Regions from separate parts of the Mus musculus genome. Here region 2 is linked to region 1. A link is a contact called in public Hi-C data. All regions are on one chromosome and are shown on one strand. The core of a region is the stretch at or near the end of the contact, and the rest is flanking DNA. Distances in the headings are between cores, read along the strand shown. Region 1 has its middle 100 kb from the start of Adamtsl1. Region 2 overlaps Plin2 (perilipin 2).

Region 1 (2,700 bases), core at 65-2,564:
AAGCTATGTGTGCTGCTGAGAGCAGATCTACAGGGGTGGGGCTGCTGCAGCCCCAGACACTAGGCATGGAGCTCCAGGCTTTGATATTTGCCTTCATCCTGGCTTTGGTCAGATTGCTTACTTCTATGCACCTATTCTTTGTTTTAGAAAGGGATGTTTACTCTGTACCATTTCTTCTGCCATCTGCTTAACTCTCCTCTTTGGTCTTAGACAACCCTACTCTATCAATCTGTTTTACCACTCAGCTTGCCTTGATTTGCCATCACTGGCTTTGGTGATGGTAGGAAGTCTCTGTACATGGATTCGCCAGGGATACTCAGACAGGCAAAGGAAATGAAGGGTTTACTTAAGTGAAAGAGATTTGATTGTATATCTTAGAATAGCTGTAAGAGAGGAGTTCTGGCCATGGCACCAAAGAGAAATAACATTTAAAGAGCTAGACATGTAATTTGCTGAGATTTGATCATTATAAAATGTAAACATGTCATCAGGTACCACAGTATGTGTCACTGAAATGTGAAACTTAAAGATTTTGAAAGTAAAAAAGAAAAAGACTCTGAAAGTAATGTACACAGCAAATAACTAAGGTGGGTGGGGGGAAGAGGAAAAAGGGGGTGGAGGAAGAAGAGGAAGAGGAGGAGGAGGAGGGGGAAAGACTGAATCCAGAGGTGAAGAAGGGAGCCTGGTTTTGAATCAGACTCAGTATGGGAAACAGGATATTGATTGGGAGATGATTTGGACTTACTTTTTCGTCACCTGAGAAGTATCACCTTAACCAGGTCAGATATACTGTGTTTAATGTGGCACAAGATGGGAGAATATCAATATGTTAAAAAATAGTTTCTATAGTGCCTCCCATTTTCATAAAAATGAAATAGCATTTCCCCCCAATGCTATTTCAACCTTAGAGGCTCTCATGCTGAAAGTTATGAAGCATGTCTCTGCCTGTACCGCACTTCTGAAGAACAGTTCACAATAGCAGGTGGGTTATTGTTGACCATGTGCCAGACACCAGAGACTCACACGCACCTCTCTCTTTCATACTCGGGTAGCAGTCTGTGGATTTTAGTCTGGTCAAATAATCATTGCCTAGGTCAAAAGCCATTTATTAGAAGGTTCGTTTTAAAATCTAATGGCTTTGCAGAGTATTGCAAAGATGCAAGATGAAAGTGAATGCAAGCTACCGTTCTTATCTTCTCTCATTTTCTCACACCACTATTTTTCCCAGAAGGGGAGGTCTAAGAAAGAGGAAGTTGCTTTCTGCTGAGAATAGGTCTAGTATAGCCACATGTCCCATTGGCTGGCCTTTGTGAAGTCAGAGGCCAAGCCTCTGGCTGGAGGCCATCATCACCCTCATAGTTCATCTTGCCTTGTGTTATGAGAGATAAATTGTGTGGCTCCAACGGCCACTCATACCAGGCCTTTACAAACAGATTTCTGACGATAATCACTATTTACACCTCATTCAGTCACCCAAACTCAGACACCTACAGGAAACATTTAGACATAGAAAGTCCCACATCTCTAACATATTTAATGAAGGCAAAACAGAATTGGACATGTTTCCACATGCCTAGAATCCCAGCAGCAGACAGGAACCAAGAAAGCCTGAGTCTAACCTAGGTTACCAGAGTGAGTCTGTCTCAAAAAACAAAAACAAAAAATAAAGAACGCAAAACAGTAGTTTAAGGCTTTATAAAGTTATTGTTTAGTAAGCACAGAGACTTCACAAATGTCAGATGATGGGAATAATCATAATTCCATTAGGAAAAAAATCAAATATTTGTGTGTACACAGCTGGCCACTAAGGTGTCTGGCGGTGTATGTGTGACATGCCTTAACTCCCAGCAACCCAAGGAACAGATACGAGGTTGTAGTTAGCATCCTGTTTCGCAGATTATAGATGCAGTGAGCAGTGAAGTGACTTGTTTAGGCTCACAGAGCAATGGTGTGCATGAGAGGATTTGAAACAATATAATCCAGCTTTAGACCACTGGTCTTTTTTTCCCCGTTAATTTATTTATTCAGTTTACATCCTGATCACAGCTCCCCCTGCCACTCACAGTCCCACCCTTATAAATCCTTCCCCTATTACCCTCTCCCTTCCTCCTCAGAGAATGGGAAACCCTCTTTGGGTACCACTCCTTGCTGGGACATCCATTCCTAGTAAGCCTAACCATATCCTCTCCCACTGAGGCCCGACCAGACCACTGGTCTTCATCGAGGTCTCATATTTCTTATTTTGTGTTTGAAATTTTTTATTTTTTCTTAATCTATGGTTAAAATTTTTAGTATTTCTTAATTAATATTTATAAAATAGGCTATGCAGTCACTCATACTCTCTCTCTCTCTCTCACACATACACACACACACACACACACACACACACCAGTGTTTCCTACCATAATAGGTCAGGCAAACATAAGAGGCTAGATCATATTTCCACTAATGTGTGAAACAGGCTTTCTTTGAGGAACATATGAACTTATGTTTTGTCATCTCTTTACTTGTCTACTTGAGTCGCTTCTTTTCATGATGGCTCCGGTGAGCACTGAGGTAAAAGGCGATCCCTATCAAGTAGTAATATGAAAGAGCAGTGATGAATGGAGCTTGGATCGCACGGAATTACATAGAGAACGTTAACATTTTTTCCTGGGCTCAATTTGTACTAAATTCAAATTAAGTCAGAATTTCCTTGAA
Region 2 (2,700 bases), core at 196-2,695, 710 kb before region 1:
ACACTTTTAACCACCAAGCTGTCTCTCCAGCCCCAACAATTGATCGGTTCATCAACTGATGGACATTTAGGTAGTGTCTACCTTAGGAAGATGAATGGTGCTTCTGTGGACATATGTATGTTCACCCCAAGTTTTGGGCGTAGTATTTTCAGTCTCCTTCGTATGTACTTAGGAGTAGAACTGCTGGGTCTTTAATAACTGCATTTAAATTTCAGAGGGACTTGGGATTGGAGAGAGGTGACGGAGGGTTAAGAGCACTGGCTGCTCTTCCAAATAACCTGGGTGAGATTGCCACCACCCACATGGTCCTTACAACTATCTGTAACTCCAACTCCAGGGGACCCAATGGCTTCTTTGGTCTCCCACAGACACCAGGCTTGTACACTTGGTACACAGACATACATGCAAGCAAAACACCCAACCGTACACATTCAAATGTTTTTCTTCAATTTTAGAGGAACTACTAGACTCTCCAAATCTCTCCAAAAACATAAATGAACTGCTTTAAACAAACATTTGCATCATTCCCCCCACCCCCAAAGGGTAAATTATGGTCTAGGATTATAAGGACCACTTAAGAAACAGCTATCCCAACACTTCGAACTCCCTAATGAATTTGGTGTGGATTCTTGACCCGTTATCTTTAAGGGGGAAGCTTGGACTGAAACAAACCTAGGCCTTGTTAGGAAGATCCAGGGTGCTCCTGTCACTGGTGAGACCCCAGCATGTATCTCTATGTACTGAGATAAATAGGAATTAACCCAGCGTGGGTAGCTTTATTTCCTGAGTGACGCTTCAGAAGACGCTTGCCTCACCCTGCCTGTCACTAGCACCGAGGCCTTCTCCCTTAGCTGCTTTTCCCACACAACCTCTCATTTACCTCTCACTGAAAGAAAGTTGCCACGAACCTGCCAGATTTCTTCCTGGGAGAGTGAGAGAAACCTGGAAGTGGATTTTGTGGTTTTAAGAACAACAAGGCTGCATTCTGGCTATTTTCATTATAAGATTAAATAAACAGCAGAGGTATTATCCGTGTGTTCATTCTATCCTTACAGTGAGTGATCATTTTCCTGTCTGTGTTTCCTGCAGTTGCGGTTGCCAATACCTATGCCTGCAAGGGGCTAGACAGGATGGAGGAAAGACTGCCTATTCTGAACCAGCCAACGTCCGAGGTGAGCTTGGGACAGTGTTGAGGTTTGCTGTTTGGGGTGTTTTCATGTTTTCTTTAGCCCAGGCTCTGTGTGCCATAAACACATGAATACCTTTCTCTCAAACTGGAGCTGGAGCTGGGTATATTTTTGAAGGAGTGGTGACTACTCCGTGTCTTCCTTAGCTGCTGTTGGGGTGAGATGAACTAACTGCTTTAGGTTAGAATGCAGGCTGCTCTCTATCAGCTTGCAACTCTGCTCCTGCGGTGACACTGCTTTGAAATAACTGACTCCATATGGCGCTGGATGTGTATACAAACTGGGAGAGATAGTTCTGGGCACTGATGATAGGAACCACATGCATACATGACAGATAATCAGTGCTGGCAAAAACAATTGCTTTCTCTATCTTAGTGACCGTGAAGTTCAGATAATGCCCTAAATTTTCTCTTCTGGTTAAGAATACAACATTTCACAGAAGGATATCAGTTAGGGGGACATTGGGCTGTGCCTTTCACCATTTAAATAGGCAAGTTTACTGTATGTCCTTTAGAACGTTTTCTGGGTCTCTAAAATTTTCATTGTTGTTGCTTGAGGAATTATTTTCCATTTGGGGTATTTAAAAGTTCATGCATGATGAGAATCCCAGGGTTCTAGGCAGAGACAAGCTGTTCTCTGTGAGTTCAAGACCAGCCTGGTCTACCCAGTAAGACCCTTTTTAAAAAAAAAATTTTTTTTGGTGATATATTTATAATACCCAGCATAGCTTATATACAATGAACTTGTATCTCATTCCTTGCCTAGTGTTTATAAGACCGAGTTTGATCTGCAACACCACAACAGAAATAGTCAAGTTAGGTGTATCAAACTAGCTAAAAATTAGGTTGGGGTATTAAACTAAAAACCTCATGAATTGAGATTGCATTAAGAAGTGATATTGAAGCCGGGTGTGAGGGTGCACACCTTTAATCCCAGTACTTGGGAGGCAGAGGCAGGTGGATTTCTGAGTTCGAGGCCAGCCTGGTCTACAGAGTGAGTTCCAGGACAGCCAGGACTACACAGAGAAACCCTGACTCGGGGGGGGGGGGGGGAGGGAGTAATTTTGAGGTGTTTGTTGCTAGAGTTCCTTGTGGCTGTGTGCCACCCTCCCCTGGATCTCTTGCTGTCTTCTCTCCTTCCCTATGATTCTTCTCATTACTCTAGACAAACCTATGTGCCAGGCCCTAGAGGGCCAAGTTCAACTTGGTCTGCAGTTTCCTTTCTGGAATGAAGTGACTTCTGCATGAGGAATCTAAAGTTACATAACCTCACCTCTAGGTAGTAAGTTTCTGCTTTTTGTTGTTGTTTTTTTTTTCCCTTTGTTTTTTGTTTGTTTTGTTTTAGTTTTTTGTTTTTGAGTGACAGGGTTTCTTAGTCTAGGCTGCACTTGAATTCCATTTGCAGTTAAAGGTGACCTTGAGCTTCTGGTCCTCTAGCCTCCACCTCCCAATCCTAGTGTTATAGGCTTGTAGGCTCCCATGCCCACTTTCTATGGTGCCATCCTCAAACCCTG

What was found. A called contact is a pair of places that touch in the nucleus more often than the background predicts.
Region 2: a Hi-C map of the G1E-ER4 cell line shows a contact between it and region 1, with 3 times the contacts expected there. The contact joins two enhancer-like sites. A contact is called at or near these places in 1 of 39 promoter capture datasets (cranial neural crest) and 1 of 484 Hi-C or Micro-C datasets (the G1E-ER4 cell line).

The regions. Positions count from the first base shown.
Region 1 is chr4:85,952,360-85,955,059 of GRCm38.p6, reverse strand. It overlaps a transcript of Adamtsl1 not described here. Among named protein-coding and RNA genes, the nearest start is that of Adamtsl1, 100 kb to the left of the region's middle. Within about 2 kb of position 1,314, at least 24 of the 459 cell types and tissues checked have an H3K27ac peak or open chromatin away from gene starts, as enhancers often do. A contact at or near this core is called in the G1E-ER4 cell line, where this site is marked.
Region 2 is chr4:86,662,901-86,665,600 of GRCm38.p6, reverse strand. Plin2 (perilipin 2) reads left to right here. Exons shown (of 8, transcript NM_007408.3): 4 at 1,090-1,172. Among named protein-coding and RNA genes, the nearest start is that of Plin2, 5.8 kb to the left of the region's middle. Within about 2 kb of position 1,445, at least 30 of the 459 cell types and tissues checked have an H3K27ac peak or open chromatin away from gene starts, as enhancers often do. A contact at or near this core is called in the G1E-ER4 cell line, where this site is marked.